2 separate regions of the Mus musculus genome follow, and region 1 is linked to region 2. A link is a contact called in public promoter capture Hi-C data. All regions are on one chromosome and are shown on one strand. The core of a region is the stretch at or near the end of the contact, and the rest is flanking DNA. Distances in the headings are between cores, read along the strand shown. Region 1 holds the start of Slc31a1 (solute carrier family 31, member 1). Region 2 overlaps Snx30 (sorting nexin family member 30).

The links. Promoter capture Hi-C pulls out the DNA fragments that hold promoters and counts their contacts.
Region 1: a contact with region 2 is called in a promoter capture Hi-C map of liver, with 5 times the contacts expected there. The contact joins the promoter of Slc31a1 here to the enhancer-like site in region 2. A contact is called at or near these places in 3 of 39 promoter capture datasets (cranial neural crest, embryonic stem cells and liver) and 3 of 115 datasets of contacts at active chromatin or transcription factors (embryonic stem cells and large pre-B cells).

What each region holds. Positions count from the first base shown.
Region 1 is chr4:62,359,149-62,364,008 of GRCm38.p6, forward strand. Slc31a1 (solute carrier family 31, member 1) reads left to right here and starts at 1,553. Exons shown (of 5, transcript NM_175090.4): 1 at 1,553-1,695. Fkbp15 (FK506 binding protein 15) reads right to left here and starts at 1,448. Exons shown (of 28, transcript NM_001045528.2): 1 at 1,222-1,448. The coding sequence starts at 1,274.
Region 2 is chr4:59,843,493-59,848,453 of GRCm38.p6, forward strand. All of the region lies in intron 1 of Snx30 (sorting nexin family member 30), which reads left to right. Among named protein-coding and RNA genes, the nearest start is that of Snx30, 40 kb to the left of the region's middle. Within about 2 kb of position 1,964, at least 67 of the 459 cell types and tissues checked have an H3K27ac peak or open chromatin away from gene starts, as enhancers often do. A contact at or near this core is called in liver, where this site is marked.

The DNA of each region.
Region 1 (4,860 bases), core at 303-2,802, 2.5 Mb after region 2:
AAAAAAAAAAAAAAAAAAAGACAAGTGTGGTGATGGATGGATACTGGGAGCTTGCTGGACAACCAGTCTAGTCAAAATGGAAAACTCAGGTTCAGTGAGAAAACTTGTCTCAAAAACTAAAGTGGAAGTGTACAGAGAAGGACCCCTGATACTGAACCTCTGTCCTCAACAAAGATGTTCACAACATGCATACATGCATACATCTCTCTCTCACACACACACACACAATCAAAAGAAAGCCAGTCATCTTATGGTCACTCCTGTATTGACTGCCCAGTATTCTAGGAGACTAATCATTATTGGTAGGATGATGTGTCAGTCATTCTTAAGTAGGTTCATCACTATGCACAAAACTTGTAAAGCAGGCGTTCAAAGAAGGGCTGTGCAAAGATGTGAGCTTTGCAGTTAACAAGTCTGAAGGGAGACATGAGGTCCACTAGGACAACGCAAGGGAAAACACTGAGCTAATTATTAAAGGGGGGGGGTGGGGTGGATCTAGCCTGCCGTTAAAGACTTCTCTCCCAAGATGGCATATATGATGTTTGAAAGCAGAAGAAAACGAATAGTCTTTCCCATTGGCGTTACACCTTAGGGCTTAAAAAGCATAATTTCGCAGGCACTTCGTGAGCAATCAATGTGCACCAGGAGTTACTGTTCTGAGACCTAGACAGAAATGAGCAACCATAAGCAGTTCAGTCAGGGCTTAGATTTCAGTAGGTTCCATGTGCTAAGGCTTGTGGAAATATGGAAGATGAAGCAGACTATTCCTCCCGGGACTGTGAAAGCAAAGAATCACCAAAAAGGTAACCTCTGAAGTAGGCTTTGAAGGATGCCAGAGATGGCCCACCAGGTCCTGGTTCAAAGTGTCACCATCCTGTTCTCGGGGAAGAGAAAGTCTCTTGAGTTTACAGCTCGTATATTTATTATAGGAGCTGACTCCTATATAAACTCCGAGGCAAGCAGTCTCCCCAGCAATCCTCTCCATTTCACTGGAGAAAGTGTGATTCACAAAGCAAAAGGGTGTCAAGGGAGGTTCCAGTTCCTGAACCCAGACGGGCCGAGGTGACACCGCTACTCAGAATGCGAAGGCTGAGCGGTGGAACGCGCCGAGGGTCTGTCTAGACCCGGAAGTTGGGAAGCGGCCTGAGAAGAGCCCGACCCCTGCAGCCACCGCGCCAGTCTCTCAGCCCAGCGCTCGGGTCCCGTTCCTCAATCACTCACCCGCCGCTTGGCGAGAGGAAGTCGGTGTCATCCTCGTCTCCGGCACCGAACATCACGTCGGCTTTCGCCCAGCTGAAGGGAGGAGGAAGTTGGATGTTCCCAGGGCCTGTCACCGCCGGTAACGTAAAACGCCGTGGCGGCGAGCTGCTTTCCGGCAGGACAAACTCTCTCAGGGTAGTGAGGCCCAGAGGAGACCCAGCGGTGGAGGAGGTGGAGCAAAGGCAAATGAGGAGGTGAGCTCCCAGTGACGCAAGGCCTCACCAGCCCTCCGAGGAGGTGGAGTTCCTAGGTTCTGAGCGGTGATTGGTGGGATCACCCAGGGGGCGGGTCCAGGGCGGGAATCCGCGGCCTTTACTGCGGTCGTGGGACACGTCGAGCCGGGCAGTAGTGGCGGGGGCTTGGTAGAAGTCCGTACCGGACTAGGGGATCCAGTTCTGAGAGGAAGACTAAGGCGGCGGGGCTTACCCTGTGAAGGTAAGGTCACTCCCCTCCTTTTCCCAAACCCGGCGTGTTCGCTGTCCTTTTCCCTCCCGAACCCTGGACCCCCCGCAGCTCCCTTAAGCTGGGCGGAAGGAGAAAGAGCCCCGGACTAGAAGTCATGGGATCTGAGCCGAACAGTGGCAGGGATCTTACAGCGACATTGCTGTTATGACCTTAGGGCAGGGTGCTCGGTGCCTCAGTTTCCCCATCTACGCAAAGGACCGCGTGTCCAGTGTCTCCATATGCGCTTTTTCAAGGTTTTAAATCTCTGAAATCATCGAGTCTGATCCGGGTCTCTTCGTAATAAACTGATCTGCAGGCAAGAAGACAGAAGAACTAGCCACTTGGGTGACTAGTCCGAGGTCACACAGAGTGAAGAGCAGACCTGGTCCTTTGTATCAGGGTTTAGAGAGCTGATGAGTGAGGAAGCCTGGCCCTTAACTAGACTGTGTGGCATAGGACTTGGGAAAGGACCCTGTTTCTAAAGTCCAGATAAGAGAGGTCCAGAAGAGCTGGGATATTCGGGAGGGTGGATGATGGACGAGACTTTGAAGGTAGAAAGTCCTCAATCCAGTTTTGCTGAGCTGAGTTTTGTTGCCAAGGTTTTAAGTCAACATTGGTTGTCGCTGACTTTTCTGCCTCCAGTTTTCGCCCACTCTGTTGCATGTCTTTCTTCTATATTTCTTTGGTTAGCCTGTTTTGTTTTTGTTTTTGGGTTTTTTTTTTTTTTTTTTTGAACGATCTTGCTTAGCCACGCTGTGGCTAAGCAGATAGTGTGTCCCAGTGTCCATTTCCACAGTTCTCATTGGAGTTCTTTCTGGTTTTCTTCCCAGTCAGGTTGATCCTGTAAGTGTCCCTTTCCGGAATGTTTTAGTCTCTTCTGATGATACTAAAGAGATTGGAAGCTCTCTCCCAGAGAACTTTGTACCTCTTGGCACTTCCCCTGTGGGGCTTTTTATTACAGTTTTTGAACTACTAACTTGTAAGTCTTCTTGCCCACAGTGGATTCTCATTAATTTTTTATTAGATTGAATAATATAACTTAGCTTTGTTCCCTTGTTCCTTAATTTACTCTCGGTTTTTTTTTTCCCCCGTGCGACCCAAAGAGCCAAGCAGTGGCTCTTGTCTTTTATAGGTAGCTTCCAGAAAGATAAAAATGCTGTACTGGCTGTGAACTGTCTGGGTTGCTTGGTCTCTTTTGTTCATTGAAGGTGACTGTACTATTGTCTAAAACTCCAGGGGAGGGGGAAGGGGAAATAGTGTAGTTAGAAATATTATATGTTACTTACAATTTTTGTGAGTAAATTATTCCTGTTTATCTGAGGATAAGGCTGCTGGCCTGCTTCCTGTGTTTATTTTACAGATTAAGATGGTTAGAACAGTGAAATCTGACTGGTAAAGCAGTGATACACTGGAATCTGGGTGGTAGGACTGGAGCCTGTAGCAGTAGCTCTGTTTAACTTGTGAAATTGAGTGGGTAGGAATGAATGGATAAGTTTATTCCAGGAACGCTTTCTTTATTTTTATTTTCTTTCTTTTATTTTTGTTTATTTATTTATTTATTTTTGAGATGATCTATTTATGTAGCTCTGGCTGTCCTAAAACTCATTATGTAGACCAGGCTATCCTGGAATCTCACAGAATTACACCTGCCTATGCCTCTCCAGTGCTGGGATTGAAGACTATATCACTATACTGGATTTTAACAATTCTTTAAAAAAAAAAAAAAAGTGAGCAAAACCCAAGAAAGTCTCAGAGCTCTTTCCCTGCATTCTGTGGGGGAGGTGCCTCTCTGGTGGGTGTTTGAAATGTACAGGTGTACAAGAAAACGGGAACTAGCCACTTGGGTGACTAGTCCGAGGTCACACAGAGTAAAGGGCAGACCTGGTCCTTTGTATCAGGGTTTAGAGAGCTGATGAGTGAGGAAGCCTGGCCCTTACCTAGACTGTGTGGCATAGGACTTGGGAAAGGACCCTGTTTTTTTCTTTATTTCTTTTCTTTTTTTTTTTTTTTTTTTGGTTTTTCGAGACAGGGTTTCTCTGTGTGGTCCTGGCTGTCCTGGAACTCACTCTGTAGACCAGGCTGGCCTCGAACTCGAACTCGGAAATCTGCCTGCCTCTGCCTCCCAAGTGCTGGGATCAAAGGCATGCACCACCACTGCCCAGCTAGGACGCTGTTTCTTTAGGTATTCAATAACCCTAAAACTGGTGTGTGTGGTGATTGGGTGAATTTCATTAGCAACATAAGAAAGGGAAAGTTGGAAATGGGTCTTCCTCAGTCTTTCAGGCTTAGAATTGGAAATATAAAATCAGGACCCTGATAATGCTGTCTCTTGTGAGGCTATGCCGGGGCCTAGCAAACACAGAAGTGGATGCTCACAGTCAGCTATTGGATGGATCACACGGCCCCCAATGGAGGAGCTAGAGAAAGTACCCAAGGAGCTAAAGGGGTCTGCAACCCTATAGGTGGAACAACAATATGAACTAACCAGTACCCCCCAGAGCTCGTGTTTCTAGCTGCATATGTAGCAGAAGATGGCCTAGTCGGCCATCACTGGAAAGAGAGGCCCATTGGTCTTGCAAACTTTATATGCCCCAGTACAGGGGAACGCCAGGGCCAAGAAGTGGGAGTTGGGTGGGGGGAGGGTATAGGGGACTTTTGGGATAGCATTGGAAATGTAAATGAAGAAAATACCTAATTTAAAAAAAAAAAAAAAAGGAAATATAAAATCTGGTGCATCTGGAAAGCTAGTCTTCCTGGATTAAAATATCCAGATGACTACTATTGGAATTGGAGTCAGGAGACCTGAATTCCTGTCTCCCAGCCTTGAACTCACTGAGTTTGGGCCAGTTCCCTAAACACCTTAAAAAAGGAACAGATCATTCCCCAAAAGATTAACTAGGAAACAGCAAATTTAATAATTCCTTTCAAGTCAAGTTTGCAAAAGATAACCTTTATATCAGGCAAACTGATATTAATCTCCTCCAGTGGTAAAGAGATATGGATTAAATGGAGATTAAAAATGTTTCTGTAGTATTCTATTCACTCAAGTTACTAAAAGCAGAAATATTATAAGACAACTAGAGAAACTTCACCTGAGAGTCTACTGTGTGTAATGCTAGATTTTGTGTAGGTAGTAAATGAACCCTCTAAGAAATT
Region 2 (4,961 bases), core at 714-3,213:
AGAGACCCTGGCAAAACCAAAAGAACAAAAAGAGGCAGTGGTAGGTTTAGAAATCCTGTTACTGATCTCCTGTGTATTGGCCTCAGGACAAGTCTGCAGGTCTCTTCCTAGGTGCCATTTTGTTATTTTGTTTCCAACTTGGTTACAACACATGGTTTCTAGACACAGTGTAAGGTTTTGGCCTCATTCTTTCCTTGGGCTTCTTCTTTACCTAACTGCCTCTCTGTCATCTGTTGTCAAGTGAGGATTCAGATAACTGGCCCTTCTTTGCAGAGCCCTTCTCGGCAGCTTAGCTCAGATGGCCTTACAAAGAGGATGGGACTGACCAGTGAAGCCCTGTGTCTCTTTACAACAGGAATATGTTCTGAGGAACATGTTTCTAGAAGATTTCCTCATTGTGTGAACACGGTGTGGACTTCCAAACCTAAGTGGTGGTGGAGCTTGCTGTACCCTTTGACTGTGTGGAATACAGCAGAGTATAGGCTGCCCAGTGAGTGGTACGACATGTTACGGTGTTGAATTCTGTAGGCAGTTGTAACACAGAGAAATTTGTGCAGTTGAATAATTTATACACTAGCAAAAGGACAGTGAAAACATGATGCTAATGAGACAAAATAGCAACAGGCTATATACAGCACAATTTTTGTGGAACGGCGGGGCTTCTGTTCCCTAGAGTAATGCAGCCCTGTGCACGAGCTCTGCACTTAGGCTGCAACACATGGATGCAGTTTTAAATTTGATGACAGCTCATCTTACTGTAATAAACTTAAAAAAAACTTTTTGATGTCAAAAAATTCCAAACCCCATAGCTTAGAACACAAACCTCCCTTTTTTCTTTTTCTTGCTGTTTCTTGCTTTGACAAGTCCCAGGGATTAAGCCCAGAGCCTCATGCATTCAGAGATCCTGTTTCTTCTCTTATTCCTTAATGTTCAAAAAGTAATTCTTATTAGTTTACTTTGTGTGTGTGGTGGTCAGAGGATAACTGGTAGGAGTCCAGGGGATTGAACTCGGGTTGTCAGGCTTGGCAGCAAGCACCTCCACCTGCTGAGCCATCTTGCAAGCCCATTCTTAATTTTTTCCTGTGACCAGACTCTTGGTGCAGTTTTCATTTCTTCTTCAGTGACTCAGTTAACCGTGGACATAAAGAGGAACCACCCTTCTCTGGACTGAGCCACATTGGCTGGGATCTGGAGCAGCCATGGACCAAGCAAATGGCTCTGCAGAGACATCCACGTGGACTTGGGGGTTGAAAATTCGTATTACAAAGGAATATAGGACGCTTCTAGCACAGGTGTCCAGGGCACCACGCCTCGAGGAATTCCTAAGATGTGGATTGGAATCTGGGTACTATTGCTGAGCCAACGCCTCAGAGCTGACACTGTTGGAGACAAAGGAATGATATGAACACTGACTGACCATAGGAAGCATGGCCCTCTGGGATAGGGTTACAGGCTTCCTTCCAGTTCAGCCTTGTGTTAATTTTCAGTTTTGGTTGTGGGTTTGAAGGCCTCCCACTGCCACAGCTGGAGGGTGAGTTTGTCACAAACCCTGAGCACGAGAGAGCTCTGCCAGAAGGTGGTTTGAGTAGTGTCCAGAGGAAGGAGGGCGTGCTTCCGTTCCCTTCTTAGATCAGAAAGGCAGTTTCAACTCGGTGGCCCTTTCTTTTCCCACAGACGGTTTTAAGATCGACCACAGAAATTATATCTCTCCCAAGGAGGGACATACGTGTCAAATGGCACAATTTGGCACATAAATTTTGTCCCTGAGAGGCTCACAAATTCCAGAGTCTGTGTCTGATAAAAAGGACACTTTCAGTCTTCCTGAAAATGTGGGGGGATTTAAAGCACATTTAGAGATGAGAGCGGGGAAGGCTGTTGTCATCGTAACATCTGATACTTGCCATTGGTCTGTGAGTCTGTCCTGTCCTGTTCCTTGCCTGAGTGGCTTTTGCCCTCAAGAGAGTTTGGTCTGGGGTAATGATTTACCCATATTTGATCACATAGAACAGACTAGTATTTTGTTTCTTCTACACTCTGGTTCTGACAACCAAGAAAGTTCTTTACTAACGTTTTTGACACATCTGAATTGTCTTATTTTGTGAGATGAATGAGTGGTGGTTACAAGGATGGTTTGGGAACTGGAGAGACGGCTCAGTGGTTAAGAGCACTTGCTGCTCTTGCAGATGACTACGCTGTATTGCCAGCACCCGCATGGCTGCTCCCTGTAGCTCTATTTCTAGGGGATTTAATGCCTTCTTCTGGCCCCCAACCCCGGTAGGTTACCAATGACAGACCAAAGTAATGATTCTGTCTAACTAGCTTAGTGGACGAGTGGGTTTATTTGGGCTTACTAAATAGGATGCAGGTGACCCCACACAGCTATTGTGATGGTTTGAATATGTTTGGCCATGGGAAGTGGCACTATTAGGAGGTATGGCCTTGTTGGAGGAAGTGAGTTACTGTGGGGGTGGGCTTTGAGGTCCTATGCTCAAGTTCTGCCCAGTGCAGAAGAGAGCCCCATCATGGCTGCCTGCTGAAGAATCTCCTGTCTGCCCTTGGATCAAGATCTAGAACTCTTGAGTTCCTTCTCCAGAACAAAGTCTGCCTGCAGGATGCCATGCTTCCTGCCATGATGGCAATGGACTGAACCTCTGAAACTGTAAGCCAGCTCCAATTAAATGTTTGCCTTTATAAGAGTTGCATTGGTCATGGTGTCTCTTCACAGAAATAAACCCTAAGACAGGTATGTATCACTAAAGTCTCATCCCTGCCTGGGTGAGACTTCCCTTCACTCCTTCTCCTTAGCTGTATAGATGGAGCATGCCTTTATTTATCTTCTCTGTTCTATCTGACAGGTATGTCCCACATGTATCCCACGGGCTGCATATGCCCCAGGAGAGCTGTGAGTGGGGCCCAGTACAAATCGGAACTTACTTTATGTATGACGTCTTGTAACTTGATTGATGCTTCTTGAGCATGAACTGTGTGTGTGACAACTTTGTGTTGCAATATCAGAAGATGGGACACTTGCCTGAGCTGCTCCTAGGTCATAACACAGGTAGAGACAGAAATTAAATATGGCCAGGAGGAAGGGGTGCTGGAGGGAGTGGCCCTAATCTCAGGTGAGGGTCTGATGATCCTCTGCTCCCTGGGACGCATCAGTAGACTCATCGTCTGCTAAGATGCTGATGGCTGTTGTGCTTGAAGGACAAGGTGGTGTGGGACAGCCATGCGTGAGACCTAGACTCTTTAGATGTTGTTGAATGGCCTGTCACTTCAGAGTCTTTTCCTTTTAATGTAGAACAACCAGATTTGATGACGATTGGCAGGTTCTGTGCCCCGTGGCCTTGTGTGATGTGTGTGCAGAAATGCCAGTGGAAGAATGAACATTTTGCTCAATTGTGGTTTTTTGGCTGGCAGGATCCTGAGAGCAGGCTAGAGATGGGCATAAAAGAGAGCTGGTCTTAGGGAGAGTTGTGTTTTTAGTTGTGTTAGGACAGCTTAGTCTGTCTTCTTAGAAAGCTGTGTACTTGACTTTGAAGTCTGCCAAGTAGTATGTGCATGCATTGACCAAACACAATACCCATGAAAAGTGAGCTAAGAAAGAAGGGTTACTTTAGGCTCACTGTGATGGGAAGGCAGGGGCAGGGGCAGGGGTGGCTGGTCACATTGCATCTGTGCTCAGGAGACAGAGAGATGAACACTGCTGCCCAGCTCCCATTCTCCTTTTGATTCAGGGCAGGGCCCCTGTCCATATGATGTGCTGCCCTCATAGAGAGCGGGCTTTCCACTTCATTTAGCCTAGAAACTCCTGTACAGACAACACCCAAATTCCCACCTCCATGGTGATTCTAAATCCTGTCAGAGTGACAGTGAGGCTCATCCCTTAACACCTGCAATCGCCATCTTCTTGCTGTGGGCCTTCGTTCTTCGTTTAGGGAGGAGCTTTTAGGAATGCCTCTCCTCCTTTAGTGCAGGTGACTCTTTGGCCTGGAATGGCCACACTGCTCTCCCCTGGCCTTGCTTTTCTGTTTGGCAAGTGTCCTCATTCTTCTTAAGCTGTCCTAGCACCCTTTGCTCTCGTTCTTCAAGGCAAGGAGTACTGTCACAACCAGTTTTGCTTTGTGTCATCATTAGCGGTTTTGGCATTCCTACTGAGTGGTTTAAACACAGATGGTCTTGGCCCTGTGTTTTGGTAGCCCGGTATCGTCACTTTGGCTGACATCACTTAAATGCTCAGTCTGTTGTTGTAATAGCGGTGCCTCTTTAGAAGGCATCCATAGGAACTATGTGTAAATCCATCAACTAGGCAAATCCTTGTTTCTAAGGATGTCTGGAGCAGGGACTACAGTCTGGAGATCATGGAAACCTGGCCAAAGACTATGGACTGGGGTTTTGATTCTGAAATTCCTTTGAAGGTGTTCTTTTTGTACTGTGCTGATGGATGCATTTTAAAGGGTAGGGTTACTCATAGGAAAGCCAGGGAAACATATTCTGTTTCTAAAAGGCTTTATCAGCCTATCAGTGTGGAAACAGGTGGTCTGTGCGCGCACATACAAGGAAGAGTCTTTGTCACATAGGAAATGGATCAAAATCCAGAGAAGGAAAGTATAAACCTGTTCCCAGACAGTACCACCTTGCACACCGGGCTGAGGGGCCTCAGGACTTGGTGGATGGGTGCAAATGGCCGTGGAGGTTTTGGAGATTATTTGCGATGGGGTTTCTAGGGCAGTGGTGGGGAAAACAGAACCTTTTACACTAGTAAGAGTAAGTGACGTTCAAGAGCTTATACAAGCTAGTTAAGACATACGTGAATAACTCCAGGGTTGAAAAGGATAATGTCTTAAAAATTATCCAGTGTTGTATGACCATTTCCTCTCTGCAGTTTAGAAAATTACAGAGACATTTTATAATTATATGCACTTGCCAGCTTTACTGAAATAATAAACAACTCCCAAAGC